2 separate regions of the Mus musculus genome follow, and region 1 is linked to region 2. The links are chromatin contacts, called in public promoter capture Hi-C maps. All regions are on one chromosome and are shown on one strand. Each heading gives the region's core, a stretch centred on a gene start, on an enhancer-like site or on the middle of the called end of the contact. The rest is flanking DNA. Distances are from core to core; before and after follow the strand shown. Region 1 holds the start of Prpf38b (PRP38 pre-mRNA processing factor 38 (yeast) domain containing B). Region 2 holds the start of Cept1 (choline/ethanolaminephosphotransferase 1).

Evidence for each region. Promoter capture Hi-C pulls out the DNA fragments that hold promoters and counts their contacts.
Region 1: a contact with region 2 is called in a promoter capture Hi-C map of pre-B cells, with 2.7 times the contacts expected there. The contact joins the promoter of Prpf38b here to the promoter of Cept1 in region 2. A contact is called at or near these places in 2 of 39 promoter capture datasets (liver and pre-B cells).

The regions. Positions count from the first base shown.
Region 1 is chr3:108,910,164-108,913,836 of GRCm38.p6, reverse strand. It overlaps Prpf38b (PRP38 pre-mRNA processing factor 38 (yeast) domain containing B), which reads left to right and starts at 2,108. Exons shown (of 6, transcript NM_025845.3): 1 at 2,108-2,673. The coding sequence starts at 2,395.
Region 2 is chr3:106,545,685-106,549,422 of GRCm38.p6, reverse strand. It overlaps Cept1 (choline/ethanolaminephosphotransferase 1), which reads left to right and starts at 1,621. Exons shown (of 9, transcript NM_133869.4): 1 at 1,621-1,743. It overlaps Dram2 (DNA-damage regulated autophagy modulator 2), which reads right to left and starts at 1,625. Exons shown (of 9, transcript NM_026013.3): 1 at 1,503-1,625.

The DNA of each region.
Region 1 (3,673 bases), core at 859-3,358, 2.4 Mb before region 2:
CAATTTGGGAACTTTCTCTCAGCTCACCAGTCCACTCCCATTAAGAGAAAGGGCTTGCCCTTTCTAATATTCTATTTCTATTTCAACCACGTGTCAATGGTCAGATTCTTGGAGGTAGGATACAAGAACCTGGATACTTCAGCAAGGAGCCCTTCGTCACTTGCAAAATGCTGATTTTCGATTCCTATGCAGGACTGCATATGGAACTGACTTCCCTCTGAGGACTGATCAACAGGAGTCAGCATCAGGGTGAACTGGTTTCTACTCATTGCCCATCCCTCCCCCCCCCAGTGCCCCCCCCCCCCCCTCAGTCTCCCGTTTCAGTCTCTGTATGTGCTGCTGAAACTAAGATCTGCTCGGAAACTTCCGAACCCAAAAGTTTCCAGGAAAGGACGACAGTATGCGACCAACGATTGGAGTTTGGCGATTCGCACGGCAGGCTGCTCACCTCATGGCATTCAGGAGCAGAGGAGCACTAATGGAATTATTCTGGCCATTGCTGAAGAATGGACTGAAGCCAGAAATAATGCAAGCAATACAAAGTAGACGTCAAGGTCATATTTAAAATTATGCATATGAACTATTTTTCTTTTTTCCAGTGATAGGGCTGAAACTCTTGCTTGCTAATGAAGTCTCTACCTTTGAGGAACATCCTCAGCCCCTAATGCTCATATCCATGAATGAGCACAGGAAAACACGTTTCTGTTGGGATTAAACCAACGTTGCCCATGCTAGCTAGGCACCTCGTCTACCATTAAACTACACCAATAGCCTGATTTTTTTTTAAGTCAGATTATTATACCAGTCTAGTCTTGGCCTCTTGATTGTTCTGCCTCAGTCTCTGGAATGTAAATTTCCTTTCAGACGTAGCCATCAAAACCAACCTAGCCTGATTTAAATACACACACACTATAAGGATGTGGGGTAGCCTTTGGTAAGCATTAAGTTCCTAATGTTTCATCCACACATTACAGACATTTTATTGCCACTACTCCCCACGAAGCACAGCTCCCAGCTTCTTGCCAACTGTGCTATTTTCCATCTCTAAGCCTGATTTTGCTTTCTATGCTTAAGCCATTCTTTGCTCAAATCAGGCTTATTAGATGGTAAATAGTAGATGATGGTCAAAGGCTCCAGCAGCCTCTTAACTCTCAAACACTATTAATCTTAAATTATTAGTACCTTTGAGAACAGATACCCTGATTACTTTCCCACCTTTTCTCCATCTCCATTCCTCACTCCCTTTTCTAAGGCCTAGCCCAGTGCAGCGGTACCATAGAACTAGCATCTCACTACATGTGGTAGCTCAGGACCCAAAATCCCAGTATCTCGAAGGCTGTGGCGTAAAGATTGTCTTGTGTTTGAGGCCAGCCTGAGCTACATGCTAGCCTCAGCTATAGTGTGAGACCCTAATTGAAAATTAAAAAAAAAAAAAAAAAAAAAAAAAAGGTGAGTCAATGGAAGCACTCCACGTAGGGTAGCAGATTTTATGTTTTTTGTTATTTTGAGATTGGATGTCTATGGAACTTGGCTTCAGAATCACAGACCCGTCTGCCCCTTCCTCCCCAGCACTGGAAATAAAGCGGGCGCCACCACACCCAGTTGAGAGTACTTTCTTTAAAGCTCACAACCCAGTTAAAATATTATCCTAATCTTAGGAGAAAAAAAATTTGGGGCCGTCTACGACTTCCGGTAGGACACTATTACCTCTGCGAAAGCCTCAAGGACTCTATCGGAGTCAATTCCCTGACTCTAGTCCTTTCTGGAGAATCTAACAAAATTAACTCATGAGACTTCGACCGCTCCGCAGGAGCAGTCACGCATCCGTCCAGAACACAAGTGTCACGAGACCCTCTTCCTGCCTCGAGAAAAATCAAGCAACGGATGCAAACTCTAAAACATAGCAACTGTGTCCAGACCCCCTTCCCCCTGGGCCAAAGTCCCAGGAGGAAGCCACCAGCCCGGCACACAGACCACCGGAGCCGAGCCAACACGCAACGACCTCGCGCAACCAGGAAGAGGAATAGCCTGCACACACGGGCGGCTCTGATTGGCCACGGCCTTAGCTCGAACGCCCGGGCGTATGGCGTCACTTCCGCTGGCCCCGCCATCTTGTTCCCAGGGGCAGTTGGCGGAAGAGATCGAGCTCCTCTGCTGCCCGTTCTGCTTTGCGTCCGGAGTTCTCCCCGCCTCGTTTTTGGCGTCCGTCTCGGGCCCGGGCTCCCGTGTGTCGGCGTCCCAGTTGCAGTTTCCCGCTCGGCTGGGGCACAACGCGGCGGGCTCCTTGCCCCGACGGCCTTCCATGGAGTAGGTCCGGGACCGTTGTCCCGAAGAGCGCGATCGAGCTTGGCCTCCCTCCTCCCGCCCGCCCTCCTTCCTTCCTGCCGCGGCACCATGGCCAACAACAGCCCCGCGCTGACCGGCAACTCGCAACCGCAGCACCAGGCGGCCGCGGCCGTGACCCAGCAGCAGCAGCAATGTGGCGGCGGCGGCGGCGCCACCAAGCCGGCGGTGTCGGGCAAGCAGGGCAATGTGCTGCCGCTGTGGGGCAACGAGAAGACCATGAACCTCAACCCCATGATCCTCACCAACATCCTGTCGTCGCCTTACTTCAAAGTGCAGCTCTACGAGCTCAAGACCTACCACGAGGTGGTGGACGAGATCTACTTTAAGGTACGCATCCTCTAGGCCGCGTGTCGGGGGTAAGTTCGCCAGAGCGGGGTGTCGGATACCGTGGATGCACCCCCTTTCCCTCCCTCCTGAGACCCGCGGATTTGGGGGAGGGGGAAAGTTGGCGGAGGGAGAAGTGAAGCTTGGGGCTGGTTTGGGACGGGTCGGGCTAGGGCCGCCCTCTTTTTTTCCTTTTCAGGTTTTGTTTTTTTTGTTTTGTTTTAATAGCCGGGCGAGCCCGCCACAATCGATCTTTAACCTACCCCAACCTCCTGCCTATCCCTAGGGAGCTGTTGGGCAAGAACTCTAGGGGAGAGGAGAAAAGTAATACCAGAAGCCTGTCCAAGTTCACCATTTTTTAAAAAAATGACTCCTTTTTACCTGTGTCGACTAAGCACTAACTCGGTGCTTCTGCCGCTGCCCCCCGGGCCAGCGGAATTACTGAAGTAATTACTTCAATGTCGGCCTCGTGCTCTTCGTTAAGCTCTCCAATCCCGACAGAAATTGGCCAGTGAGTGTGTCGGGTGGGCCGGGAGGGTTGAGGGTGGCGTGGAGTGCCAGGGCAAAAGAGGTGTACAGAAGGCCTGGAAATTTTTCCCAGCAGGAAGTCAGGAGTCGAAGGTGTCAGCCACCTGTGCGTTGGGCATAATTAGAATGCTCTGGGCCCTGGGCTTCTTTCTGCGGCAGGGTCGGTGCTGGCTTGGCTGTGCTGGGGAGCTCACCTGGCGCCTCCTCACTGCACTCTTGTCTCAGTTCTTGTTTCGTTAGCAGGATTGACTCAGTCTTGCAGCGAGGCTCGGAGCAGCCCAGGGTCGCAGGTAGAGGTATGCACTATTAATCATGCTCAATCGCCAATAAATGCATTTCCCTGGTTAAATGAATGGCTAATTAGGTTTATTTTTACCGGTTTGGTGTTGGGCCATTGATTTTGGTCTCACTAACTAGAGTCTCCACTTCCCTACAAATTAGGTAGTTTAAAAAATAACCTTCCAGGCCTCCGAGG
Region 2 (3,738 bases), core at 372-2,871:
CCATACATGGCTGCATATAATTTTTTTGAGGTATTAAATACTTGTATGTGTTTAGGCTTTGAAGATTCTAGCTGTTTAAACTGACTGCTTAGAAGCAAGGCAGGGCTTAAAATATTGTTAAGAGTCTTTCGGAGACAAGTGAGAAACCAAAGTAGACAGGAAGAGTAACATGGAAGACTAACAACTGTCCAGTGCCTTCCCCTCCAAAAAGGAAACGTGAGAGCAGTCTCAGACCAACAGGATTACGAGTGTAATGTTTAACTATTTTATGGGTCAAAGCATTCAAGAACCCTTTTAAAGAGTGTTTGCATAGCAAACAAGAGGCCTTAAGTTCAATTTCCAGAACCAAAAAAGAAAGCTTTAAGATGACTTAAAAATATATAAGAAAACTTCACACAACAGTAAGGATATTTAACAAATTTTTTTGCATCTCTTACCCATCTCCTCTGCTTACTTTGAAGCTCCATGAGTCAGAAATCCAGTTACATTTTTTATTTTCATAAGCATTTAAAAGCCACTGGTAATAAAAAGAACCTTTTTAATGTTGTCTCTTCTAAGTGGTAATAACTAAAGAATAACAAAAGTGTAAACTCTGGATGTTCCAAGTGAATGAACAGGTGGCCCCAGGTTTTTTTCAGAGGCGAATAGAAATATCAGGCCACAAACAAAGCATAACAAGGACTATTTTCCTAAATTCTAATATGGCCTCTTGACAAATGTAACATTTTCCAATGGCTAATCTCAAAGCATCTAGTTTCACTGCCAATAAATTAAAATTTGATAACGCAGCCCCGATAGATTAAAAAAATGTTGCATTCGGTATGTAAATTAAAATTGGGAAAGCTGGAAAACTTATTCCTGTCTCAGTGCTTTACAAAGGAAAGCAGCTGTTAGGATTCCCAGGACTTGTGATTTCCTTTCAACTAGGGACCACTCCCTTTGAAACACAATCATGGGGTGGAGACAGAGCTCTGTGTAAACACAAGGTCACCACTGGTCTCAGTTTTGAACTTCCTCAGCCCCAACCAAGTAGAAATAAGGGCACAGGGATGACAAAGGGTATTAGGGCAAAGGTTTCCTTAGTTGATTCAACAAAAGCAACCCCTTGCACACACACTCCTAAGTCTTGTAGTACAAGAGTTTCACTGTCCCTGGCACCAGAAAAATATAAGGGACACCATGCTTGGCACGACGCATCGCTTGGGATGAAGTGGTGGTAGAGGTACTAAAGAAGAGAAAAAGTAGGACGCGGAGACCTCAGCCTAGTTGTCATCTCCCGTGATTCGTGGGTTCCCGGAGCTGGCTCGCGACTCTAGTCGTGGGTGTCACGAAGTTCACGGAACCAGGTGAAGCTACCGAGGTTCGCGTGGCTCGCGCGCCCGTGGGACCAAGGGGGCTCGCGTTGTGCCCTCGCTCTTGGCTTGCGAACCACACTTCGACACAGCACCCAAGTAGAAAACCTGCCGAGCGCCAGGCCAGGCACTTTTCCCCCTCCCACTCACCTTCTTTCCTGTCCCCGACCAGCCAGCTCCAGCCTCAAAGTGCAGAACAGGCCCACTGTAGGAGCCTGGGCGGAGCCCCGGGGCGCGCTCCCGAGTAGCTCGGAGGCGCGCCTCAACCTTTTCTGAGTCCCCCCTCTTTACGGCAATCGTGAAAGTGTCGTGAACGTGCTGCCGCCTATCAGTCACTCAGTCGCCTGGAGTCGGAGTTGCTATTTCTAGGCTTGTGCTTGTTGGGTTCGGGGTAAGGCTGCGGGGGCCCGGCCTAGGGAAGGGGCGGGGATGTTGCGGACGTGGCGGGGCGGTTTTGTCCCGGGAGGAGCGGAGCGAGGGCCGGAGGCTCTGGGCTAGACAGAACTGGGTAGCTGCGGACGGACTAGCTGAAGGGGAACGCCGTCCTTGCTGGCGCTGGGTGGCCTCGCGCGCGGGGTTGTGGGCACGGCGAGGGGCGACGGCCAGTCCCGAAGGCTCCGGAGTCGGAGGTGGAGGGGCGCCTGCGCGGTATGCGAGCCGTGGTCGTGGGAGGGAGCACCCCAGGCTAACCCCCGGTGAGCCGAGGGCTGGGGCGCTGGCTTCGCGGAACCGACCTTGTCTGGCGGGTCCACACCCTCCTGGCCCGGTGTTGCCAAGTCCAAGAACCGTGCAGCATCCTGTGCGGTCTTTGCTGTCCTTTTGGGAGGCGGTTAGTGATGTTTCCTGGCTCGGGCCACGCTTCTTGTTGGGCAACTTTTCTAGAAATTTCAACCCATATTGACAGGCTCAGAGATTGCCAGCTAGAGTTTTATTTCAGTCGCGTTCTTAGAAGGAGATTGCTGGGGTTTTTGCCTGTGTTCCCAGGAATGCTTGGCTGAACCTCAAGCTTTACATTTTACCGAGTTTGAGTTTTCCAGTTTGATGCTTGGCATTTTGATACCAGTTTTTACCAATGTTGTATCATTGCTGTTGAATATATGGCATTGCTAAAACTCTAACTCACCAGGCAACGTCTATTGCAGCAGGAGGCAAATTCATAGTCAGTTTTCAACGAGTATAGGAACTTTGTAAGTTGTTAGAATATTTCCTTTCTACTTTACAACTGTCAGGAATGTGTTCAGAATGTGTGTTGAATTGACTGGCTCAAACACAAGGAAACTGTATAAGACATTTGGAGCATTACCAATTTAAAACTATTGGCATTCGATGAGATTTGAAGCTTCAAAATCATTTTGCTACATATTTAGCCTATGCTGAGAATAACTGAAGTCCCTGTACAGCTGGTCATAAAGACACAACCCTTCCTTTTAAGAAACGAAGTAGGTAAATCTGACTCTCACATTACCAATTACATTTTATTGCATAGCACTTTCTTTTCTAAACTACATTTTGCTTTCTTCTTCTTCTTCTTCTTCTTCTTCTTCTTCTTCTTCTTCTTCTTCTTCTTTTCTTCTTTTCTTCTTTTTTTTATGGTTGGTTGGGTTTTTTTTCTAGACAAAGTTTCACTATGTATCCTTGGCTGTTCTGGTACTTGCTGTGTAGACCAGATCCGCACCAACTCAGGGATCCCCCTGCTTCTCTCTACCTTCTTAGTGCTGGAATCACAGGTGTGCACCACCACCCAGCTATATTTTGCTCTTTAAACTGGCTAGAAATGCTGGTGGTGCTCATTTTGAGGGCCATGCAGTGCTGTTTTTAAGAGAATATAAAAAAGAATACAGCTCTAGGCTTTTGGTCCCTCCTCCTCTGAAGTTATTTCCCCCTTTAAGGAACACACAATTTCACTTCAGCAAAACACCAGATCTAAGCAGTACTGTCTGCTTCTGAGTACAGAAAAGCCCCCCTGCCCCCAGACAAACATGTTTTATGTATCATTTGTTAAATAATGCTGAACTTATTCCTATGATCCTATTAATTTATTTATTTTTCTTTCTCTTGTTTTTCTTTCTCTTTTCTTCTATGGTCCCTTCCCTAATAGTCTCAGCCATTAGTATTTTACTTTAAGTAATGGCAGAGGTCAGAAAGCTGTATACCACTGAATCCCACTGAAATGCTTGTAAACATACTGTTGAATCAGTGCTGATAAAAACCTGGAACCCTTGTACATGGGTGGGGATCATGGGGGTGGGGCAGAAGGGAAGTTCTAGAATTTCACACAAGTTGGATATTGTGTAAGTTTACTTTATGGTCTGCTCAGCAGTTGAGTTTTCTGTTTCTGTTTTTGTTTTAAATGTGATACTTATCAGATGCCCCCTCCCACCCCGTC